3 separate regions of the Gasterosteus aculeatus genome follow, and all the other regions are linked to region 3. The links are chromatin contacts, called in public Hi-C maps. All regions are on one chromosome and are shown on one strand. The core of a region is the stretch at or near the end of the contact, and the rest is flanking DNA. Distances in the headings are between cores, read along the strand shown. Region 1 overlaps thada (THADA armadillo repeat containing). Region 2 holds the start of zfp36l2 (zinc finger protein 36, C3H type-like 2). Region 3 holds the start of LOC120821033 (transmembrane protein 229b).

Evidence for each region. A called contact is a pair of places that touch in the nucleus more often than the background predicts.
Region 1: a Hi-C map of skeletal muscle shows a contact between it and region 3, with 5 times the contacts expected there. The contact joins the enhancer-like site here to the promoter of LOC120821033 in region 3. A contact is called at or near these places in 3 of 6 Hi-C or Micro-C datasets (skeletal muscle, tail fin and whole body).
Region 2: a contact with region 3 is called in a Hi-C map of skeletal muscle, with 6 times the contacts expected there. The contact joins the promoter of zfp36l2 here to the promoter of LOC120821033 in region 3. A contact is called at or near these places in 4 of 6 Hi-C or Micro-C datasets (skeletal muscle, tail fin and whole body).

Annotation. Positions count from the first base shown.
Region 1 is chr6:6,407,907-6,410,844 of fGasAcu3.hap1.1, forward strand. thada (THADA armadillo repeat containing) reads right to left here. Exons shown (of 38, transcript XM_078103924.1): 27 at 2,034-2,123. Among protein-coding and RNA genes, the nearest start is that of thada, 22 kb to the right of the region's middle. Within about 2 kb of position 1,610, at least 1 of the 9 cell types and tissues checked has open chromatin away from gene starts, as enhancers often do.
Region 2 is chr6:6,369,047-6,372,197 of fGasAcu3.hap1.1, forward strand. It overlaps zfp36l2 (zinc finger protein 36, C3H type-like 2), which reads right to left and starts at 1,718. Exons shown (of 2, transcript XM_040179111.2): 1 at 1,122-1,718; 2 at 1-958. The coding sequence starts at 1,211.
Region 3 is chr6:6,191,615-6,194,337 of fGasAcu3.hap1.1, forward strand. It overlaps LOC120821033 (transmembrane protein 229b), which reads right to left and starts at 1,371. Exons shown (of 2, transcript XM_040179377.2): 1 at 1,048-1,371. The coding sequence starts at 1,327.

The sequences.
Region 1 (2,938 bases), core at 360-2,859, 220 kb after region 3:
GATTAGTTCCTTCAGATCGGTTTTACTCCTTCTTGTCCAGCTCTTCCACAATGATGAACAAACCAGAGATCAACTCCCCCAAAAGGTTCATGGAGTTTTACGCCTGCTCGAGTACTCCATCTTGGTGTTAATAAAACCACTCAAACTTTAGCGGCGGTAATTTGGCGCCGTGCACCGTGAATATAACATTGTCTAACAGGGGAAAAGCTCTCGGGGCTTCTAATTACTCCGTTCAGCAATAACGTGCACAGAGAACCATCCGCTGCGGCTGCCATACATCTGCAGTTTCGGGAAACGTAATCACAGCTCAATTAGAAACAGGTCCGATGTGTTTAGCGTCAGAGTTTAGTCGAGCACAACGGGCGTGACGTCAGAGAGGGGGGAGGGGGGGGGGGGGGCGGAGAGGGGGGTTTTGGGCCTTGTTGGGAGGCAGAAACACTTGATGAAAGAGGGCGTCCGCGTCGTGTAACGACTGAAATCCCATGGCGGGCTCTTCCGCGAACGTCCGGCCCTCTTTCTCGTTTTGGAAAAGCAGCGAAAGGGAAGACGTCCTAAAGTAAACCAGGGCTTCAGTTTGCCGTTTAGTCGGCTGGCGGAAAAAGATAATCAGCAGTTTTGTGGACACTTTTTTTTCATCCTGTTCTTTGGAAGCGAAGGGCGCTGCAGGTCCAAGTCGTGGACACTGACCTGAAGTAGTTTCAGAGATGAACTTGTTTAGCTTTGCTACACCGAGACGATAACAGCAGGAATCTGAAATGTGGGAACAACAAGAGGTGTCCTCAGCTGCGCGCCGCGAGGCCTCAGGAAGGAGTTTGAGAGTCAAAGCAAAGGGAGTAACACCAAAGACTAAACCAAACACATGAGGTACAGCTGATAGCACAGCGGGGAGGAGAAGGTTAGAGGCGGAGGTTCCGTGTGAAACGCACACGTTTAAACAGTGATATTTCATTAAAAAGGTTTCATTCAACACGGTCAGAAGTAAACCGGACCAATCGATCCTGTGAAAAACAATTCCAAAATGTTCCGTCTCTTTGGCGCGACGGGGAATCCGTAGATTAATCGCCTGTCACCTGGTAAAAGGGAAGTGAGACTTCAACCGAAGTACTGAACTAGAAGCAGAGAAGCTTTAACAATGAAAATAGTTTATTCATTAGCGGCTTTGTTTTTTGCTCTCCGATATTGGGAGCTCTTCTGGACAAATAAAAAAATCTGTTCTATGCAAAGATCTTATCGTTTCCCAATTTTCCTTTTTCTTTAAATAACAGTCATTTGAGTTCCCGCGGTGCATCTCAAATGCAACCCAAATCCCCTCTGCAGTTTAAATCAAATATATAATAAAATTAAAAAGGTTACCAACAGATGTTAAAGAACCAAACGAACTGTGACTCTGTAACCGTGGTTCTAGTATGAACCCTCACTTATTCTCTGACGCTCCCCGGCCGGCCCGTTTGGGTGGCGCAATGCGCCGAGATACTGTGGGAGGTCGGACAGCTGAGATCTGGTTCCTTGGGAAAAATCTGAAAAAAATTTTAACAAGGGGTCGAAGGGAGTGAGGGGGATTGCGAAAGAGCCGGTTTCGGAGAGCGTTCAATTAATTGGATCCATATTAAGATAAGGCCGCCCGGGGAGCGGCTGGACGGGCAGCGGAGGAGTTCGGGACCAGCCGACAGAGATGAAGCCAAGAGGGGGAGGATGAAAAAGAAAAAAGAAAAAGTCAACTAAATCTCGACGAGACATCTACTTTGTCTGGTCGTAAAGTCTTATTCTTTGAGCAAACAGTTGAGAAAGTGATACCTTGGGGAGGGAACAGCTCACACAACGCTACTCGACTAGAGAAAGACGCTCATAGTTCATGTTCCCACAATCAAGTTGCACAAACTTTCCCCTCTTCCTCCTGCTGCTTCATCAGCTTAAGAAAACAAACAGAGCCGTATCGTACAAGTAACAGACCTATAACGGGATATGAAAAGCTGTGTGTGTGTGTGTGTGTGTGTGTGTGTGTGTGTGTGTGGATTAGAGGAGGACCACCTCACCTTTCCACCGTGGCAGCAGCCTCCTCCAGCTGGTTCAGGAGGAACGGATAGAGAGCTGGAAACCGGGTGAAGAACTCTCGGCCGGTCATCCTGAGACGACACAGAGAAGAATTTATTAGTGACCAGTAAGAAAGCTCCTCGGCATCCACTATCCAGGGCAACGACTCTCAAAGAGCCCTTTTTTTAGGGCACACGAGTACTTTACTTTTTTAATCTTATTCGGGGACTTTGGGGGCTCCATAGTTCATTCTAAATTATTGAAATAGAATTCATTCAAGTGTTTACCACGGTCACCATTTCCGTCAGCATGATAACATTAGCTAATGGGCAGGCCAATGCTAAATGAAAAGTTCTGCCGTTTCCTCCTGAAGTGAAATGTGTGTGTAGTGTCATAGAAACCACATTAACAATCCCGCCACTATTACAAAGAAGCAACTGCTGGGGGAAAATCCCTGTCAACGGAGAGCGGAACCAATCACGTGTAATTCAATGGGCTTACAGCCGTGATTAAATCTCAGATTGTCCTAATAGTAGGAGAGAGAGGGAAGTCAATAATATGATAACCTATATATTTTATATCTGGCGGTCTCTGGGCCAGTTTTTTTTTTTTTTTTTTTTAACTTGAATTTAACTCTGGTCTAAATCAGGTCCGCCAACCACGCGATCACAAGCCTGGAGAGATCGCAGAGGGCCTCAGTCACCACTGACTCTCACACACTCACACTCACACACACACACACACACACACACACACACACACACACACACACACACACACACACACTCACTCACTCACTCACTCACTCACTCACTCACTCACTCACTCACTCACTCACTCACTCACTCACACTCTCACACTCTCACACACACACACACACACACACACACACACACACACACACACA
Region 2 (3,151 bases), core at 468-2,967, 180 kb after region 3:
CGTAGTAGGCGCCGGCGGAGTGGTTGTTGGCGTACCCGCTCGGGGTGTGCACGGCCAGCGGGGCCAGCAGGGCTTTTAGGTCCTGCCCGGGGAAGGCGAAGGCACTGTTGATGCAGGACAGGGAGTTGGGAGAGAGCACGTCCTCGTAGAAGCTCGAGGTGGAGGTGCAGGAGGAGGAGGCGGTGGCCGGCGGCGGGGTCCGGGACATGGGGCTGTCGAGCAGGGGAGACTCGAGCCCGTGGTGGGTGGAGAAGCCGGAGAAGCTGAGGCTGTGGTGAAGCTTTGGTCTGTCCCTCTGGGTGTAGCCGAGCTGCGGCGGCAGCGAGTCCCGCTGGCCGTAGCTGCACAGGTCGCGGACCGAGCGGGACTCGCCCAGCTGCATGTTGGCGTTGGTGGCCGGCGCGGGCCGCCGCTCGTCGGCGTTGTGGATAAAGTGACACCGGGGGCCGTACGGGCAGAAGCCGATGGTGTGGAAGGTGCGGCACGGCTCGGTTTTGTACTTCGGGTGGCGGGACAAGCTCCGCAGCTCGTGGTAGCCGTGAGCGAACTGGCACTTCTCCCCGTACTTGCACGAGCCGTTCTCCTCGAAGGGCCGGCACAGCTCGGTCTTGTAGCGGGTGGAGTTGATCTGAGAGCCGGGCTTCTGCTGCAGCACGCCCCGGTCCCCGTTGTCGCTGTACGCGCGGTCGCGGAACTTGTTCTCCTTGTTCATGAGGGCCGTGGCGGCGCTGCTGCTGCTGCTGCCGCCGCCGTTCGGCGTGTTCTCCTTCAGGCTGCCGTAGGAGCCCATCGAGTACTTGTTGCCGTTGTTCAGCGCCTCCAAGTTGCTGGTTGAGTTTCTGCGGAAAAATCCCGGAGAGAAAGGGCCGGAGCCCGGAGACGTGACCGGGGCCCCGACGGCTTTCTTGTCCAGCATGCTGTTGATGTGGAGGGCGTTCATGTTCATGCTTTTATCTTGCTGTACGGGAGAGAAAGACACAAGTTAGCAGTGCACGGCTGGCAGCAAATTGACACAATGTTTCCACCACATGACGCCGCAACAAGTTGATGCAGTCGAACAACTTTGCGGCGTTGATGCAGCGCGCGCGCCCGCGCCCCCCGGTAACGCGCCCGAGCTTTACCTTGTAGAGCAAGTCCATGTCGTAGAACGCGGACAAGACGGTCGCAGACATCTCGTTTCCCCAAGCGTGCTGCCGCACTCCCTCTTTCATGGAGGACCGAGCGGGGTCCCTGAACGCGGCGTGCGGAAGCGGTAGTTTGTGCCACGACTGGTTTTGGTTGAGGGAAAAAGTTGCCGTTAAAAAGTTCGTGTGCAGTTTTTAAGTCCGCAGAAGTTTGGAGGAGGATAAGAAGAAACACACAAAAAAAACCAACAACCAGCAGGGGGGTTGGTTTGGTGCTGTGGGGTCGGAGGTGGCTTTATGTCCTCCCCTCGAGAAGCGCGGAGCCAGAGTGCTTCACTGTGCGCTGCAGCCTTTTTGCGTGGGTATAAATGCCTGGCGGCGGCCGGGGAGGGGCGAGCTGAAGTCGGTGCGAAGTTTTGCGAGGAGCCGCCTCTTCCCCCCCTCCCGGAGAAAAGCTCCTCTCACCGGTTGGCCGCCTATTCTCCTTCACCACGCCTTGAAATCCAACCCCAGCACCCCCCCCCCCCCCCCCTCTCCCTTCCCGCACACACACACACACTTTTAATCACACAACCAATTTTGTGGAAGTTTATCTTTTATTTTTTTGTTACTACTTCTTCTTCGGCCGACTCGCTGAGAAAGAATGCAGAAACACATGGTGGGGGTCTACTGCGCATGCGCGCTGCTCTACAGGAACAAATTAACCGTACGCACATCCTCCCCTGGGTCACACGTTGTGCCTTGCTCAAAGGCAACTTCTCCGACCCCCCCGAAAAAAAAGAAAAAACCGACCAGTGCCAGGCCACCCTTCTCCACCTCTGGACCACCACACTAGGAAGCTGACACATGCATTTGTAATGGAAGGAAACTGTGCCTCTCCCTCCCTGTGATGGGGTGAGACCACAAGTATGAGGGGAGAGGAGTCCAGGCAGAGTGCAAGCACCAATTTATAGCAGCGAGCGCGTTGCGTAGTGGACTTCCACAGGGCAACAGCGGCCTATTCCTGGTCCACTACACATGGCAGAGGAGACATGTCCATGGCCGTCGGCAGCGCGTGACCTTTTTATGCTACTCATTCAAACTAAACATCGATAGGATTTTGTCTCGATTCAGAAATCGATTGGAAAAGAACGAGCTAACGCGCTGAGCGCAAAGCGGATACGCTTCGGTTACAATCTTCTTTTTGAGCCACTCTTGAAGTTTCTCCATGACTTGTTTTTCCCCCCCAATCTCAGGCCCGACTGCAAGAATGCGGTTTGTAAATGTGTCGCAGCGGAGCAACGCTGCCCCCGCGAGGCCAAGAGGGGAACTGCGTGCCCAAACGGACTCTGGCTCCCCCTGCTGGCCGCAGCTGGCTCAGGCCTAAAGGCCCATTTGGATCCCCTTTAGCGGTGATTGTAGAGAAAGTGACTTTTTTTATGTCGTTTGTTTTTGCCACAGCAGAAGCCCCCAGACATAGTGGGTGTTTTGTGTCACCCTCCTCTTTGTTAATCAAAGAACGCGCTGCAGTTGGCCTGACGTAACGTTCGCAGGGTGGCAGAATGTTCACATGGAAATGTCAAACTACTACGCTGCACTCTGGGAGTTGTCAAGTTGAGAAGAATAAATCCCACAGTGGAAAGATTGCAGCGCTGGCAGCAGAAGGACGAGACTTACATCAGCGAGCCGACAGCGGGGTGTAAAAACGCTGTGCGACACGGATCTGCAGAAATTTCCAGGTTCTGCGACACTAGTAACCATGAAGCTTTTCAAGTCAAAGAATAGTTCTACATTCTTTTTTTTTAAATAAACAATTTTTCTCTCCATGACATGATTCAATATTTCTTCAAGTGCTGTACGGTTTGTGATGCCGGGGGGGACACATGCGAAAAACAAGTGACATAAGAGCTTGGAATCTACTACTACCAACCCTAAAATTAGTCTTGAGGGCTGCCCCAGGACTATTTGCTTGGCCAGTTGTGATAAATAGTTTAATGGGAAGAACAGACACGCCGAGGCTGCTGAGAAAATCCCTTCAACATGTCCTC
Region 3 (2,723 bases), core at 121-2,620:
ATACTATTAAGTGGAACAATTTAATTGTGCCAGGTCGGGAGGAGGAGTGAGGATCCATCGAGTGTCTGACCCTTAAACACATGAGATATGATAATAAGTTAAGGAAAACCTTAACAAAACGACCATCTGTATGTACGTTGTACTTCCCTATAGTTTCCCTGCTTGAATAGGAGTGTAACTTGTCCTCGCTCTATTTGTTAGTAAAGATGGGAAGTAGTGAGCATACTTCTGCATAGATTACACCTTGTGGGAGAGTTTATAAACACGGGTTTTGACATATTCTTGCCATTGCACATTTTCCCCCTCTTTTCATTTGAGGAGGCATGGCGGGAAAAAACCCTTTTCTTCGTCCTGTGAGTAATTGGTAACAACTGATGATTTAGAGGGAGAATTCCTTTAAAAGAGCCGAGAGGTCGTTCATTTTGGACACAGCAGGTCCGAGCTAATCGCTGCGCCAAACTAAACCGATCCTCTCGTCTCGCTCTTTGAGAGAAAACAAATAAGTTAAGTAGACTCTGTTAAAACAAGGTTAAAACACTTAATAAAAGTCATTCTAATTCACCCTTATTGGTGATGAACAACATATATTTGCATGAACATTAATGACTATTTTACTCTAGTTCTTGGTTTCTGTGTCTAAAAAAACTGACAGTTAACTTCAGTTTTCGTAACTTGAATTTTATTGGCTTATTCACGCAGGGACTATAAGTGTTTTCTTTCTAGATTTTCTTCTCCACGTTATAATACTGGCTCCTCAGTGAGAATGCAACCCTGTTCCGTCCCACGGTGTACATGCTCTACTTTGGATTAACGGGTTTACAGCCCAGTTTAGCTCAGTGAAAGTCTCTGATAATCTTTAACAGCGCTTCAACAAAATTTCTCTCATTAACCACAAAAGACCCGGGGTGATGGTTCCTGTCATAATCATTTACCCTGTAACTCTAGTAGTTGGCAGACTTTAACTGAGATTAGGATGCAATGCCAACAGACACCATATTATTCCTCAAAGTGGGACCTAAAAAAGTCAAACACAATCATACTTCTCACCTGGGTCATTACTACCTAGTGCTCTCCTGGCATTGCGCTTTCTCGCCTCCATCCTCGTGCAGCATATGGGTCCCTGTGCCTTTGTAATCCCTTTGCTCCCCTGTGTGTGTGTGTGTGTGTTAGCGTGAGAGGATCTTGAGCTAAACATTAAGCGGCTCCGTGTTATGACAGCGATGCCTCTGTCACAGGCTGAGGTCTTGAACCAAGGGATGGACCCGGAAGCGAAAGCCGGGATCCACCTGGAGGACAAAAACGTCCATGCGCGGCAATGAACTGACATGGGGAGGCTGCGTGAGTCGTCTCTGTAGGGAAGTGCAGTGTGTGTTTGACGTGTGAGGGTGAAGGCAAAGGGTTATCAGTGAGCCGCAGCAGCTGGGTGTGTCAGAGAAGACACACACACACACACACAGACACACTTATTGATGACATTGTAGCTACAGTATTCTTCAGTAGTTTTCAAAATGTTGGTTCCCGACCTGCAAACGGTTGTGATAAATATTTGATTATATCGGAGTGATGTCTTCTAGTTGTTGTAAGTTATTGCATGTCTGCATGTTGCGCTAAGGCCTCTGTAGAAGGTAGAGTCTGAATTTCAATGACTTCATTTTAAATGTTTGTGTGATTTAATGAGGTAAATAAGATAAATGCAACATTTAGTTAATAGTCACTGTAAATGTTGTTTTTACATTCATCTACTTTAAGCAGCTTAATAGTAAAGAGATTAACTATATAAAGATTGTTAATCATTGTTCATCTGCAATTAATAAGGTAAACAAGATCTTGTGAAGCTGCCACTTCAAACACGAACACCCACGCAACATAAATATGGATGCAGTTTTCACACAGTTTCACACATGCACAGCGTACAGTTTAACCATAAAGTCTCTCCGGGAGCAGATGTCCGTCCACATATTTGGCCTCTGCCGCGTCCTGTGTGTTTGCTCTGTGTGTACTCTAATAAAACAGTTCGATGAACGGTGGACCTTCAGATCAGAGTCCAGTGATTCTAGCAAACACACCTTTAGGGCCCGGAAGAACGCCGCTGTACACAAGTCAATGACCATAAAGTTATCGAGTAGACAAAGGTCGGACTCTTCGCACATTGGTGAGCCGGGCGGACACAGCGTGTGTTGCATTGGTGGATGCTGAATTACCACCAAAGAATATTTGTTTAAGGAAATGAACATTCTCTATCTTAGAGCAGAGTGCTTTCACCTGTTGCTCTTTTCAGGTCACATGTGTGCTAAATTCAACACATTCAATTTGAAATGATCTTGAAATCTATTGAAAGGAACAAAAATCAGGTGTTCAAGATGGGAAGAAACAGGCTGTTATGAGATGTGAAGTTATCCTACAAGATAAGAGTTTATGAGATGTGAGAACATATTATGAGGCAAAAGATAGTATTTTACACTGCTGACAGCGCTCTACAATTGTCAATGTTTCAGTATGATTGTGATTCAGTATGATTGTGATCACCATTTGTGTGTATTTGAAATTCAGTATTTTTTTTTCTATAAAACACGTTTTATTTTGAAAATATTGAGGACTGCGGGTCCCTTTTCCCTCGTAGTGGCCACGAGCTACGTTAGATATCATAAGCTACTTATCTAGTCTTGATCAATCACTCAGACTTGCTTTTCATTCGTTTCGCAACTCTAGTAATGAAAATGTTC